Regions from separate parts of the Ovis aries genome. Here region 1 is linked to region 2. Evidence: chromatin contacts called from public Hi-C data. All regions are on one chromosome and are shown on one strand. Each heading gives the region's core, a stretch centred on a gene start, on an enhancer-like site or on the middle of the called end of the contact. The rest is flanking DNA. Distances are from core to core; before and after follow the strand shown.

Evidence for each region. Hi-C and Micro-C count contacts between places; a contact is called where the count stands out from the background.
Region 1: a contact with region 2 is called in a Hi-C map of hypothalamus, with 7 times the contacts expected there. The contact joins two enhancer-like sites. A contact is called at or near these places in 4 of 16 Hi-C or Micro-C datasets (hypothalamus, mesenteric adipose tissue, retroperitoneal adipose tissue and 1 more).

What each region holds. Positions count from the first base shown.
Region 1 is chr15:50,725,102-50,728,140 of ARS-UI_Ramb_v3.0, forward strand. All of the region lies in intron 2 of CLPB (ClpB family mitochondrial disaggregase), which reads right to left. Among named protein-coding and RNA genes, the nearest start is that of CLPB, 21 kb to the right of the region's middle. Within about 2 kb of position 1,465, at least 16 of the 54 cell types and tissues checked have an H3K27ac peak or open chromatin away from gene starts, as enhancers often do. A contact at or near this core is called in hypothalamus, where this site is marked.
Region 2 is chr15:50,543,349-50,546,297 of ARS-UI_Ramb_v3.0, forward strand. The region is part of intron 2 of LOC132657824 (a long non-coding RNA gene); the gene reads right to left. Among named protein-coding and RNA genes, the nearest start is that of TRNAG-CCC, 4.7 kb to the left of the region's middle. Within about 2 kb of position 1,418, at least 8 of the 54 cell types and tissues checked have an H3K27ac peak or open chromatin away from gene starts, as enhancers often do. A contact at or near this core is called in hypothalamus, where this site is marked.

The sequences.
Region 1 (3,039 bases), core at 215-2,714, 180 kb after region 2:
TGTCTGAGCAGAGGCAAGGTGCCTGGGGCTAGAATCCTCACGCAGCCTCCATCTGTGCCTTATCTACAAGGTTGCCCTGGGCCGGGAGGGGTGGGGCGAGGCAGGAAAGGCTGCTCTCAGAACCCGGCCAGGGTTAGGCAATTCCAGGCAGGTCCCAGCGCTACAACTCCACAGACATGGGGCTTCTCTGGCATCTTTTGCTATCAGTCCTTGAACCGAACACTCTCTTTCAAGGGCACCTCAGGGCCTTGCCCCTAGGAATCTCTCCAGATGCTCTCATTCCTGGTGAGGCGGCCCATCCCAGCACTGCCATATCTGGACTACTCCAGAGGGCAGTGGGTGGGCAGTGAGAGGGGAGGACTGGCACTTATGTAGCAATTACAAGTAAGGTGCACTGCGTAACATACCTGCATGCTTCATAACCAGTTAACTTCCTATCGTATACAGTTTTTCAGTTTCTGAATGTAAAGAAGGATGCGCTGAGATCAGTCTACCCAATCCTTTCTCTTTATAGATATACACACAGAAGCTCAGAAAGCACCAGCCTTGGAACAGCCTGATATGGACGTAAGCCCGCACCTCTCTTCCAGACGGTGTGACTGTGGGCAGGTCATGTTAACCTCTGAACCTCAGCCATCCTACCTTATAACCTGGTAACTGAGGTAACCAAAACTGTACGCGCACTTCTAGTGTTAGCTATCATCATTACCACTGTTCTATGTGTTCAAAGGCACACAGCGGAGGAGCTGTATCAGAACTTCACTGAATACCGCTGGATTAAAAAAAATAAAAGCCAAAGCTGGGGGGCGACCATCCTTTGTCCCATCTTTCTTATAGTTTCTAGCAGGAACTTGGCACACATTTAAAGTGCATAGATTATTTTTTTTTAACTTTTTATTTTGAAATTATTTCAAACTCACACAGCAGTTAAAAAATAGCATGCACACACATACACCAAACTCAGGTATATCCTTCACTCAGATTCTCATTACATTTTGCCTCACTCCTTTTCTTTCTGTTTTTTCCTAGACCACGTAGGACTCTAAGCAGGATACCGAGGACTCTCTGATGAATTCTACAGTGTTCTTGCCTCCAAGGTATTCACTGCACAGTTACCTCACAAACAGCTAAAATGCAAGCAAGCACCATGTGAGTGTAGTGCACAGCAAGAGCCACAGGCACGACTTCTTGGAGGCAGAGGCTTGAGCTGTGCCAGAAAGGATGGACAGAAGCACAGATTCCCGTAATGCACTCCTGGGATCTTCTATGGGAGACAGCTCTGCTTCCCCAAGCAGTGTGTGCCATGGCAGGGACTCAATAAAACACAAACCCAACAATACAAGGCCAGAAAGGGGAGGAGGTAGTCCAGGGCACCCCTATCTGGGTACCTCTATTCAGGGCTCTAAGTTATGTCCCACTCAGCAGCTGCCCTGGTGACAAGAAGGCAAGGACTGTCTAGGCAGCTGAAGTGTGGGAAAGGGCCATGAGTGCCACCTACTGGCACCACAGCAGGCCTGTAGGCTGCCACAGAGGGCAGCTGGGTGTTGCCAGGAAACCTGTTATCCTATGGCAGTGAGACACAGAAGTAGCCCAAATTTCTAAAATTGGGTTGGCACTTGAGCTACTACTGCTAAGCTCCAGAACCCTATGAGATTTTCAGTAAAAAAAATGGACTGTGCAAAGCCAACCACAGTATCTGGCCCTCTAGATAGGAACAAAATTTGGCCTTCATTAATTCAGGTTTGTCCCAGTAACAAAGTAGACTCTTCTCCAAGTCAGGCTCTGTGTTGAGCACTGAGGGTACACTTGAATCAGACATGGATCTTGCCCACAAGGAGCTCCTGGTCTGAACTGGTGGCGGGGAAATGGAGCACAAGTAAGTGTTTTAAGGATCACAGTGCTCTGAAAGCTGTTTGTAGAGGGTCACTGACCACACAACATGCTTGGCTCTTCCAGTCTTTCAAAACTCTTAAACTGTGGTGTTCAAAAGAGCTCGTGTTTCTAGAGCAGCCTACTACGCACCAGGCACTTGACATTTACAATCTCATCTGGTCCTGTGATTAGAGAAGGAGTCATAAAGAGAGAGGGTAACTGGCTTGCTTAAGATCACATGCTCAGTAAGTGGCAGCCTGGGCTGGAGCCCACCCTCTCTCTATTGAACCACACTGCCTTCCAGGGTATATATCCCAACTTCTTCTCTTTTCCCACACACTTAGCCTGGGATCAGCACAAATATCTGATGGGACTAATCAGCTGACCCTAGTGAAAAGACCCTGACGCTGGGAAAGACTGAAGGCAGAAGAAGGGGATGACAGAGGATGAGATGGTTGGATTGCATCACAGACTCGATGGACATGAGTTTGAGCAAGCTCCAGGAGCTGGTGAAGGACAGGGAAGCCTGGCATGCTGCAGTCCATGAGGTCGCAAAGAGCTGGACACGACTGAGCGACTGAACAACAATCAGCTGACAGAAAATGATTAAAAAAAAAAGGAAAAACCTTACGTAGAAAGGAAGTTAAAATGATGAATGGAGATACTCTGATTAGTTCTGCTGTCTAGAACCTTCTCCCTTGGAAGGGACCCCTTCTCTTAGACTGAAGATGAGAAAGGCCAGATCCCTTCGTGGTAGTCTACATACTACTACCACCACTTTCACAGCTGCATGGTAAAGTGGTCTTGACTTTAGGTTAAAATAACCTTGGCAAACAAACCTAATCAGTAGGTTTTAGAAGTATAGGAAGTCCTAGTTCTCTGCAGACAAGCTTAACAGACTCTCAGAGTATAATGCATCTGCCGAGAAAGCTAATGCAAACTCAGGCCATGTTAACAGACTCATAAAATCTCTAAAAAGGGGATCACTGCCCTGCTCTACACAATGATAGTCACGCCACACCAGAATTCAAATAGGGCACCAAAAGCTTTGTGGCCATTTCATTACAAAATGACTAGGATGAGAGAAGACTTGAAACCATAGTTTGGAGAACCAAGGTTTATTTGGCTTGGAGCTATTAATATTCAAAAGTCTGGAACATGGAAAGG
Region 2 (2,949 bases), core at 168-2,667:
TTGTATAAAAATCCTCTAGAAAGGATGAGTTCTTTTCTTTGCTCTAACATCTTTCTCCACAACATGAACACGAAGTACAGGGAAGCTCTCATAACACCGATAAGCAGGATTTTAAAACATGGAGCATACCAATTATACCTATTTTTAGCATCCTTCCTTGTCTCCCTTGTCTCCTTCTTTACTTATGAGTGCTGTGCCAAGAGGGAGCAAATTTTTTATGTATTCTAGCAGCTGTCTGGTAAGTTCCAAGATGATTTTGGTATAAAATATGTCTTGATAGGTTTATTATTCTGAATTTAGGACCTGATCTTGGAGAAGGGAAACAAACAAACAAAAAAAGTGTTGTTAGGGAATAGCCTCACTCTTGGCTATATTATTGATATGACATTATATTTTGTAACAACCTGTCACTAAGAGTTTAACTTCTCTAGAAATGAGGGATCCTACTATTTTATGTTATATCATGACCTAAGAGCATGATGCAAGTTAGTACAAAGCCCTCAAAATTAACAGGCTTTTTGAAAAGTGAAAGTTCAAATTCAGGGACTTCCCTGGTGGTCCAGTGGTTAAGAATCCACCTTCCAGTACAGTGGACCCAGTTCGAGCCCTGGTTGCGGACCCAAGATTTCACAAGCAGTGGGGCAACTAAATCGGATTCTGGAACTACTGAGCCCATGTGCTCTAGAGCCCATGCACTGCAACTAAGACCCAATGCAGCCAAATAAATATAATAAATAAATATATATGTATTTTTAAAGTAGGTTCAAATTTAGGTTGGTAAGGACGTAACTTTGCTATACGTGCAAAACATATAGGAAAAACTAACTTATTATTCATTTTAACAGTAGACTGTATACTCAAAGACCAGTTTACTTACAAGTGACCAATATTATTTAAACCTTTATGCTTCTTTAAATAGAAGGAATCTGAAGAAGAACTTCTGGAATGAGAGTCAGAACATCTGAAAATCCACTCCTCCATAAAAGCAGTAACACTGGAAAAACTTGTTAAAACCAACTTTTCCAGAACTCTGGAAATTAACCAAAGCTTTCAAAAATCTAAGGAGAGTTTATTCAAGAAAAATTGCTGAATATCACTAGGAACAGTGAACTTTGTGGCATTTTTATTTGCTTTTTCCCATCCTCCTCTCCACAACACCACAATAGTATCCAAAATCGGCAGTCTCACAACTCCTGCTGCTGCTGCTAAGTCGCTTCAGTCGTGTCCGACTCTGTGCGACCCCACAGACGGCAGCCCACCAGGCTCCCCCATCCCTGGGATTCTCCTGGCAAGAACATTGGAGTGGGTTGCCATTTCCTTCTCCAATCTCACAAATCCAGTAACTACAAGAACCAGTGACCTAGCAGCCACTAGAGGGGGCAGAGTGGGTGTGAAACTCCCCAAAAAGCTCTGTTCCGAGAGAACTGTCACTGCTTGATCTATCTGGAAGCTCTGTGAAGAGCCCCATTCACAGGGCTTGTCTGACTCAGAGCCCACGCAGTGAGAAACCCCATCCCCCGGTGTTTGTCTAAACAATCAACAGCTAATTATTTGACATCCCAGTTTCCTACCAGTTGTGGCAAACCAGAGGCATGATTAAAAAAAAACAAACTTAAAAGTAATATTAGGGAATGAGAAGCTAAGAGAGAGCTTTAAAAAGCTTTGACATCTACTTGGGAATCCTAAAATGTATGTGCATTTGCAGAACTGCATGTCCAGGAAATACCTGAGAAGGCATCAGTCCCTTAACTCTGGTGACCCTGAGGCCTTGCTCATGCAGGTAGTGACGAATAAGGCAGAGTAAACTGTTAGAGCATTTGAAGCTTGCTGGAACCAACATACAGAGTCCCTTAGCAAAGAGTAGGAGACACTGTTTCAAGGCATTTAAGGAAAGCTCTGTCCAATCATTGGCTGACAACTGAGCTAACCAGGCAGAAACTTCAGTGACTACCATGTACCAGAACAGACTTTATAGAAGTAGTCCGTGAAAATCAATAAACAAATAAACAGCACTAACATAGCAAGCTCTGGTTGAAAAGATATGATTTCTGAAGTTGTCATATATATTATTTAAAATATTCAGTTTTCAGCAAAAAATGTTGGACATACAAAGAAATAGGAAAGCATGTCCTAGCAAAGAGAAAAAAGTAGTCAATAAATACTGTCCCTGAGGAAGTCCAGATGCTGGACTTATTAGACAAAGATAAGGTATTAAGATAGAATACCTTTAAGTCACGTATTATAAATAAGACTACAGGAAACTGGGTCTAAGGAAGTCAAGGAAAATATGAAAATGACGTCTCACCAAATACAGAATATCCATGAGATATAAATTATTTAAAAAGGAAATAGAAAATTCTGGAACAGAACAGTACAATAACTGAAATTAAAATTTACTAGAACTTCCTCAACTTGATAAAGAATATCTACAAAGAGCACTAGAGCTAACATCATATGTCATAATGAGAAACGAGGCTTTCCCAAGAAGAATGTCTCTCCTCACCACTCCTTTTCAATAGGATACTGGAAGTTCTAACCAACACTTAGGATGAGACAAGAAATTAAAGCTATACAAGTTGGGGATGGAGAAATAAGTGTCTTTGTTAGTAGACGACATGTTCGCCTATGTAGAAAATCTGCAAGAACTGACCAAAATAATGCCTGGAACTAGTAAGTGATTATAACGAGGTTGGAGGACATAAGGTCAATAAGCAAAAGTCAATCTAGCCTTGCCACATACTAGCAATGAACAGTTCGGGTCCGACTCTTTGTGACCCCATAGACTATAGAGTCTGTGGAATTCTCCAGGTCAGAATACTGGAGTGGGTAGCCTTTCCCTTCTCCAGGGGATCTTCCCAACCCAGGGATCGAACCTAGGTCTCCCATAGTACAGGTAGATTCTTTACCAGCTGAGCCACGAAGGAAGCCCAATGAACAGTTAGAATTCAA